2 separate regions of the Zea mays genome follow, and region 2 is linked to region 1. A link is a contact called in public Hi-C data. All regions are on one chromosome and are shown on one strand. The core of a region is the stretch at or near the end of the contact, and the rest is flanking DNA. Distances in the headings are between cores, read along the strand shown. Region 1 holds the start of LOC100274836. Region 2 holds the start of LOC103651182 (protein NRT1/ PTR FAMILY 1.1).

Region 1 (2,802 bases), core at 144-2,643:
TAGCACTACTTATTATGGTATTATGCTAAAAATTAGCAATATAAGGCACGATTTTCTTCTGAATTTTACTGGCATTATTGTATTAAGATGTCCATATGGAGTCACCTCACCATGCGCCCTAAATGCCTGGTGGACTCAAATGGGCCCATTGTTGCAGCTCGACTTACCACCATTAATAAACATGGACATACCAAATTACAAACAAAAACACAGAAACAACCATCCATGAGACAATAATGCAGACTATACAGACATGAGCATCTAATTACTAATGCCTTGGGTATCAGACCTTTAGGACATGTTTGGAAGCAAGGGGAATGAAGTGGATTAGAGGGGCTAAAATCGCCTTCCTATTCAATTTTGAATAACAAGGGGATTTTAACCCCTCCAATTCCCTCCATTCCCTTGGCTCTCAAACAAGCCCTTAATGTGTTCTATAAAAGAAGGGTATTACCTCTGTCAAAAAAAATACTACTGCATTGATCATGTAATATTATGTGGCGTGTTTGATTCTGACAAAATGATAACTTGTCTTAGGGTGGTAATGGATCGCGATCCAAATGCTTCTTCACAAAATGGCAGGGCACTAAACAAATTTTAGTTCAAAAATGAATAGAAATAGTGTCCGGTCCTAATCTGATCCAATCCTTAAATCTTATAGTGTAAAATTTAGAGTCCATTGTCACCCCTGCTTGCATAACAGGCCTACCCAGTTTGCTAATGCACGTATCATACACGACATAGGCATCAAGCACAGTCAAGTTCAAACATGTCCAGATAACTGCATCAAGTTTTGTGGCAAGCCAGCAATATCTCGTTTTGCAGACCGAATATATCAAATCGCAAAGTATGAAACCCTAGCTGCCACCTAGATCTAAGAGACATCACCTCTCACCTGAGTCACTTCTGGTAGCCACCGCCGACAGTGTTGTCATCCTCCTCGACGGTGGTGTTGACGTATGGTACGGGGAAGTCATTGGTGGGGTCGAACTGCTTGGTGGCCATGTAGCTCTCGAGATCGGGCTTGCGGAGTAGGGTGCGCCGCACGGGCGGGCGGCTCCGGCGGCGGTCGCGGGTGAAGTACTTGATATCGTAGACTGTCTCCGGATCGGATGTGGGCACGATGGCCTTGTCGCGGTCGTCGCGCACGGTGGCCGGGCACTTGACGCGGTACTCGAGCGCGCCAGGCAGCGCGCTGCGGTACTCGGGAGAGGCGCAGGGGCCTGTGATCTCCCACGGCTTCTTGAGGAACCTGCGGAGCCCCTGGAACAGCGATTTGCCAGCGCCGACGGCCGATGAGGCGGCGGAGGCCATCAGGATCGGCGCGGTGGTGGGACCGGCGAAGAGGGGAGAATGGGGAGATCGGCCGGTACAGCGAGACAAGACGCTGGAAATGGCGATGGGGCTCGGGTTTCTGTTGGGCGAGAACGTGGGCCGCACCAAACGGCAAAAGCTACGCGACCATTGCCGTCACAACACAATGGGCTTGTAGAGCTGGCCCAGCCCATGCCGATCAAATTCCGGCAGTAGGGCCGTCCCCACGCTCGTTAGAGCAACTACGGGTGTGTTTGGTTGAGGAACGGGGAAGAATATAATAGCTTCATTCCAATTTTTTGAATGTTTGGTTTTCAACAAAATAAGAGTGGAGCGGCTCCTGGATCTCCATATGAAAATTTACTATAAGTAGTTGGAACGCTCCTGTTCCATAAAAACGATCGAATGCGAGCGCTCTCTCGAACGTGAGCGCTCTCCTTCCTTTTCTTCCCTCTACACCTATATGGCTCTCGAACCAAACAAAAACGGAACGGCTTCACTCTATTTTACTCTTCAACCAAACAAAAATTGGAATGACTCTATTCTTTTTGCCAAACGCGGAATAGAACGGCTCCATTCTTAAACACTGGAATAGAGCCAGTCTATTCTATTTGACTCTCTAACCAAACGCACCCTACAAGTCTCCAATAGTAACTATAAACTCATAAACAATTTGTAATTTAGGGCTCCAAAAAAATAGCTCCAACAGGAGCCGTATTCTAATAAAATTCATCTTAACAGTTTAGAGCTCATTCTTTTAAGTAGCAAATTTGAGACTCAAAAGGAAGCGGCCCAATACCGTTCCCGCGTACAAGAACTGCGACAGACTTTTCCGGTTCCATTCCCCCCTCCCGCCGCCGCCATACAGTTGATCCATTTTCTCCGGCGCGAGATCCACTTTATTCGTTCTGTCCGTCGTCACCGTCGCCTCGTCATCCCTTCCACCGGAGCTCCTTTCCACGATCAGTTGAATGGATGGTCGACCACCTTCCCCGTCACGCCCGGCGGCCAAGAATCGTCGTTTGCCTTTGAATAAGGCTCTAGATGCAATTGGGGGTGGGTCGTAGTCCGCCCGTGGAGCTACTCGATAGGTTCCACACCGGCGTCTCGTCGTCGGGTGTCAATCCTCGCTACTCCTCATTCTGCATCACAGGCGACGCACCAGCTTTCTTTGGGGGAACATGGAGGACTACAGGTGAAATTCCTTCTCCAATTGTTGGAATCTACTAGCACTCAAATGTGAAGAACAGAGACAGAATTGGAGGCAGAAGAAGCTCAGTAGCTAGACGCAAGAAGCCAAGAACTTGGGGAACATGTACGCTGCCTTTTATATTTTCTATTTTTTTCAGCGCTCAAACGCTCCGGCGCCCAGACACCGGTTCTCTTTTCTTCAGCTCCCGTTCCGGAAGCCTTGCAACCCTGACCCCTTGAGCAGCAACAGGATCAGGCGTGCACTCCACCGCCATATCCATCACAATTCACAACATC
Region 2 (2,802 bases), core at 215-2,714, 290 kb before region 1:
GTGGCGCTCAGCCATAGGAAGACCATCCCCTGTATGTGAATGACGAATAAGCGATCGTGTTCCATGGCGTGTCGCGTTAATTTAATTACCCTTGTGGTAGGTAGTAGGTATAAGCTGATTGAAAAGAGAGACAGACGGCGGCGCCGCCGGCGCACTTACAATCAGGCACGCCACGGAGCCTAGCGCGACGGCCATGAACCGGCCGAGGTACATGTCGGCGAGGACGGCGCCGGGGATGGGCGTGAAGTTGGAGATCGCGCTCCACACGAACAGCATCGTCTGGGAGCTGACGGTGCTGAGGTGGTACTTGTCGGTCAGGTACGTGATCATGTTGGTGTTGAGCCCGAATCCAGCAACTTTCTCCAGCATCTCATTTGCTAGGCATCCAAAAAACACCGAACGAATGAGTTATTGCCCATTAAAAGTCGAAGGGAAGCGAGGTGGTTGAGAATTCTTTGGGCATTAAGTCCAGTGAGAATTCATAAGATGAACTACTTGAAGATCCCATGCTATACGTACTGGCAAGTACAGACTTGCTTGTAGAGAACGCAATGAACGAAGAACGTTTTACTTGCCATATGACCAGTAAGATGAGATCGAGGGCGGAACTCACAGAAGATGAAGGGGAGGGCTCTGAACCCGCCCTTGTTGCCCTTGAAGCACTCCTCTTGTGGCGATTCAGTCGTCCCGGTAGCAAGAGAGCGCTCCATGTCGGCGGTGCAGCCCGAACCAAACGCAAATGCTGGCCGGCGGGAGGATCGATCGGAGCACCACCACTGCACCTGTACTGAGCACAGCCAGGCCGCGCCCCGCCGGAACCACGCTCCTCTAAATAAATAGATTCACCACCGGTAGACGGTAGGTAGGTCACAACACAAGGCCGACAGCTAGTAGCTCCCGTCTAGGTAAAGACGTACGTGAGGTAATAAGCATCCAGCGCCCAGCGACAAATACATTTTAGGGGGTGTTTGGGAACAAAGTTTTTCTGCAGTTTTGGAAGAATACTGCAGTATTCTCAAATACTGCAGTATTATATACATAATGGTGTTTGACAAGCTGGGTAAAATCTCTGTTTTCAAAACTGAAGTATTGCAAATACTATAGTTGTTTTAAGACATTTCAAACTTAGCTCTGGACCTTAGTAGTAGCGCGCTATCGCGTCCAGGCTTTTCTGTTTCGTCCGGCCCACATGACATCGCCATCATCGCTTCCGTTCGCTTTCGAGTACGGAGAAGATCAACAAAAAAAGGAGGCTGTTAGTCGCAAGCACCCCACATTTGGCATGGTTCGTCATCACTAGTGACCGTCCTTATTAGCTAGCTTGTGCCCACATGTGCATCATGCTACAGCGCAGTACCGCACCTATGTATGGATGGGGGGCGATCGGTGCAGAGAGGGAGAGAGACGAACGAGCCGTCCATGTACTTGCATCAACATCATAGTTGGGTAACAATGCAGCGACTTGAAGCATGGAACAATGGGATTCATAGTCTTTATTTATAAGTAGAATAAATTCAGTTAGCTGCTTGTGTACACTTTTTTGACCCACTTCATCAACACTTTGGCACGCACGACCAAGAAGAGACCTGAACCAACACACTTCATCAAACCAATAAGAAGACAGTTCCCCCACACTTTATACACCATTTTTATTAAAAAGGAAGAAGAAGAAAAAACCAGCCGGCCACCATATGTGGTAAGGCTCTGACTCCACACCTTGCCTTTTCACTCCGACCACGCCTCCGATTCCATCTTGGGAGCCTGCAGAGAAAAAGCCTCGGCAGCAGGTGTCCGGCCCGGGTTTAACTCTCACACGCCGGGGCATACAACACACGCATGCATGCGTTTGCACAGTGACGTGTACCGCACTCGGTTCCGTGCCCTGTTTCTCCTCGTCGATCTTTTGGATCGGCTACGGTTGCGCGCGTTTGCGTCGCAGTGACCGAGCGACGTCAGCAGAAACGGACGGCCGTTTCGTGGGGGCAATTCCCCCACCCACCCCCAGGAAATCGCGCAAAAGGATCACGGGGCTGCTGCCGTCTCACACAATGCAGTGCCTGTGAACTGCTAACAGCAGCAGAGAAGGAAGCAGAATAGAAGTGCTTTGTTTGTTCATCCCACTCACAGCTGCTCCTGTCTGTTTCTTGCAAGTTTTCTATGGCGTTAGCTCAGAAGAGCTCATAGCATGTGACAGACGGCTACGAGTTGCCGTTTTTTTTTTGCAATTTAGCCATTTTTATTTTTATTTTCAGAAATACGCTATTTCCGGTTTCATTTAAAAAATGGATTCTTAGCTCGGCACTGTCACTATTGGCGCCGAGTTACAACGTATCGACGCTAATTATTTTGACGTGCACATGTAATAATCGACACCAACGTGTACCTAACGTGTCAGCACCTCGGCACCATCACCCTTGACGTCGAGTTAGGCGTCATAGATCTCGGCGCCATAGATCTTGGCACCGACGTACGTGTCTATAAATATTTCACTTTGATCGTCAGTTCTTTCTACTCATTTCTCTTCTTCCAAACGACAAACATCAAGCTAAATCAGCAACTTGGATCCATTGTTCCTCTATATCAAGTTAATCTCCCTCCCTTTTTTCCATCTTTTGTTATGTCCGATTAATAGGGTTAGAGTTACGGTTTGGAAATCATTTTTAGAAGCATTTTTGTTCGTCATATTATCGATTTGTAGGATGTCTAGGCGTGGTAAATATGCTAAACAAAGGTAAGTGTTCTATTAAATATAATAACTAATATTTGTGAGTCTTATAAAATTTATTGAAATTTAGGAAGGGA

The links. A called contact is a pair of places that touch in the nucleus more often than the background predicts.
Region 2: a contact with region 1 is called in a Hi-C map of bundle sheath, with 2.4 times the contacts expected there. The contact joins the promoter of LOC103651182 here to the promoter of LOC100274836 in region 1. A contact is called at or near these places in 2 of 25 Hi-C or Micro-C datasets (bundle sheath and leaf).

The regions. Positions count from the first base shown.
Region 1 is chr3:199,901,129-199,903,930 of Zm-B73-REFERENCE-NAM-5.0, reverse strand. It overlaps LOC100274836, which reads right to left and starts at 1,393. Exons shown (of 2, transcript NM_001291654.2): 1 at 896-1,393. The coding sequence starts at 1,314. The coding sequence ends at 901. The region is part of intron 1 of LOC103651179; the gene reads left to right.
Region 2 is chr3:200,191,093-200,193,894 of Zm-B73-REFERENCE-NAM-5.0, reverse strand. It overlaps LOC103651182 (protein NRT1/ PTR FAMILY 1.1), which reads right to left and starts at 1,464. Exons shown (of 6, transcript XM_035966409.1): 1 at 1,363-1,464; 2 at 1,138-1,217; 3 at 614-828; 4 at 160-377; 5 at 1-29. The coding sequence starts at 1,205.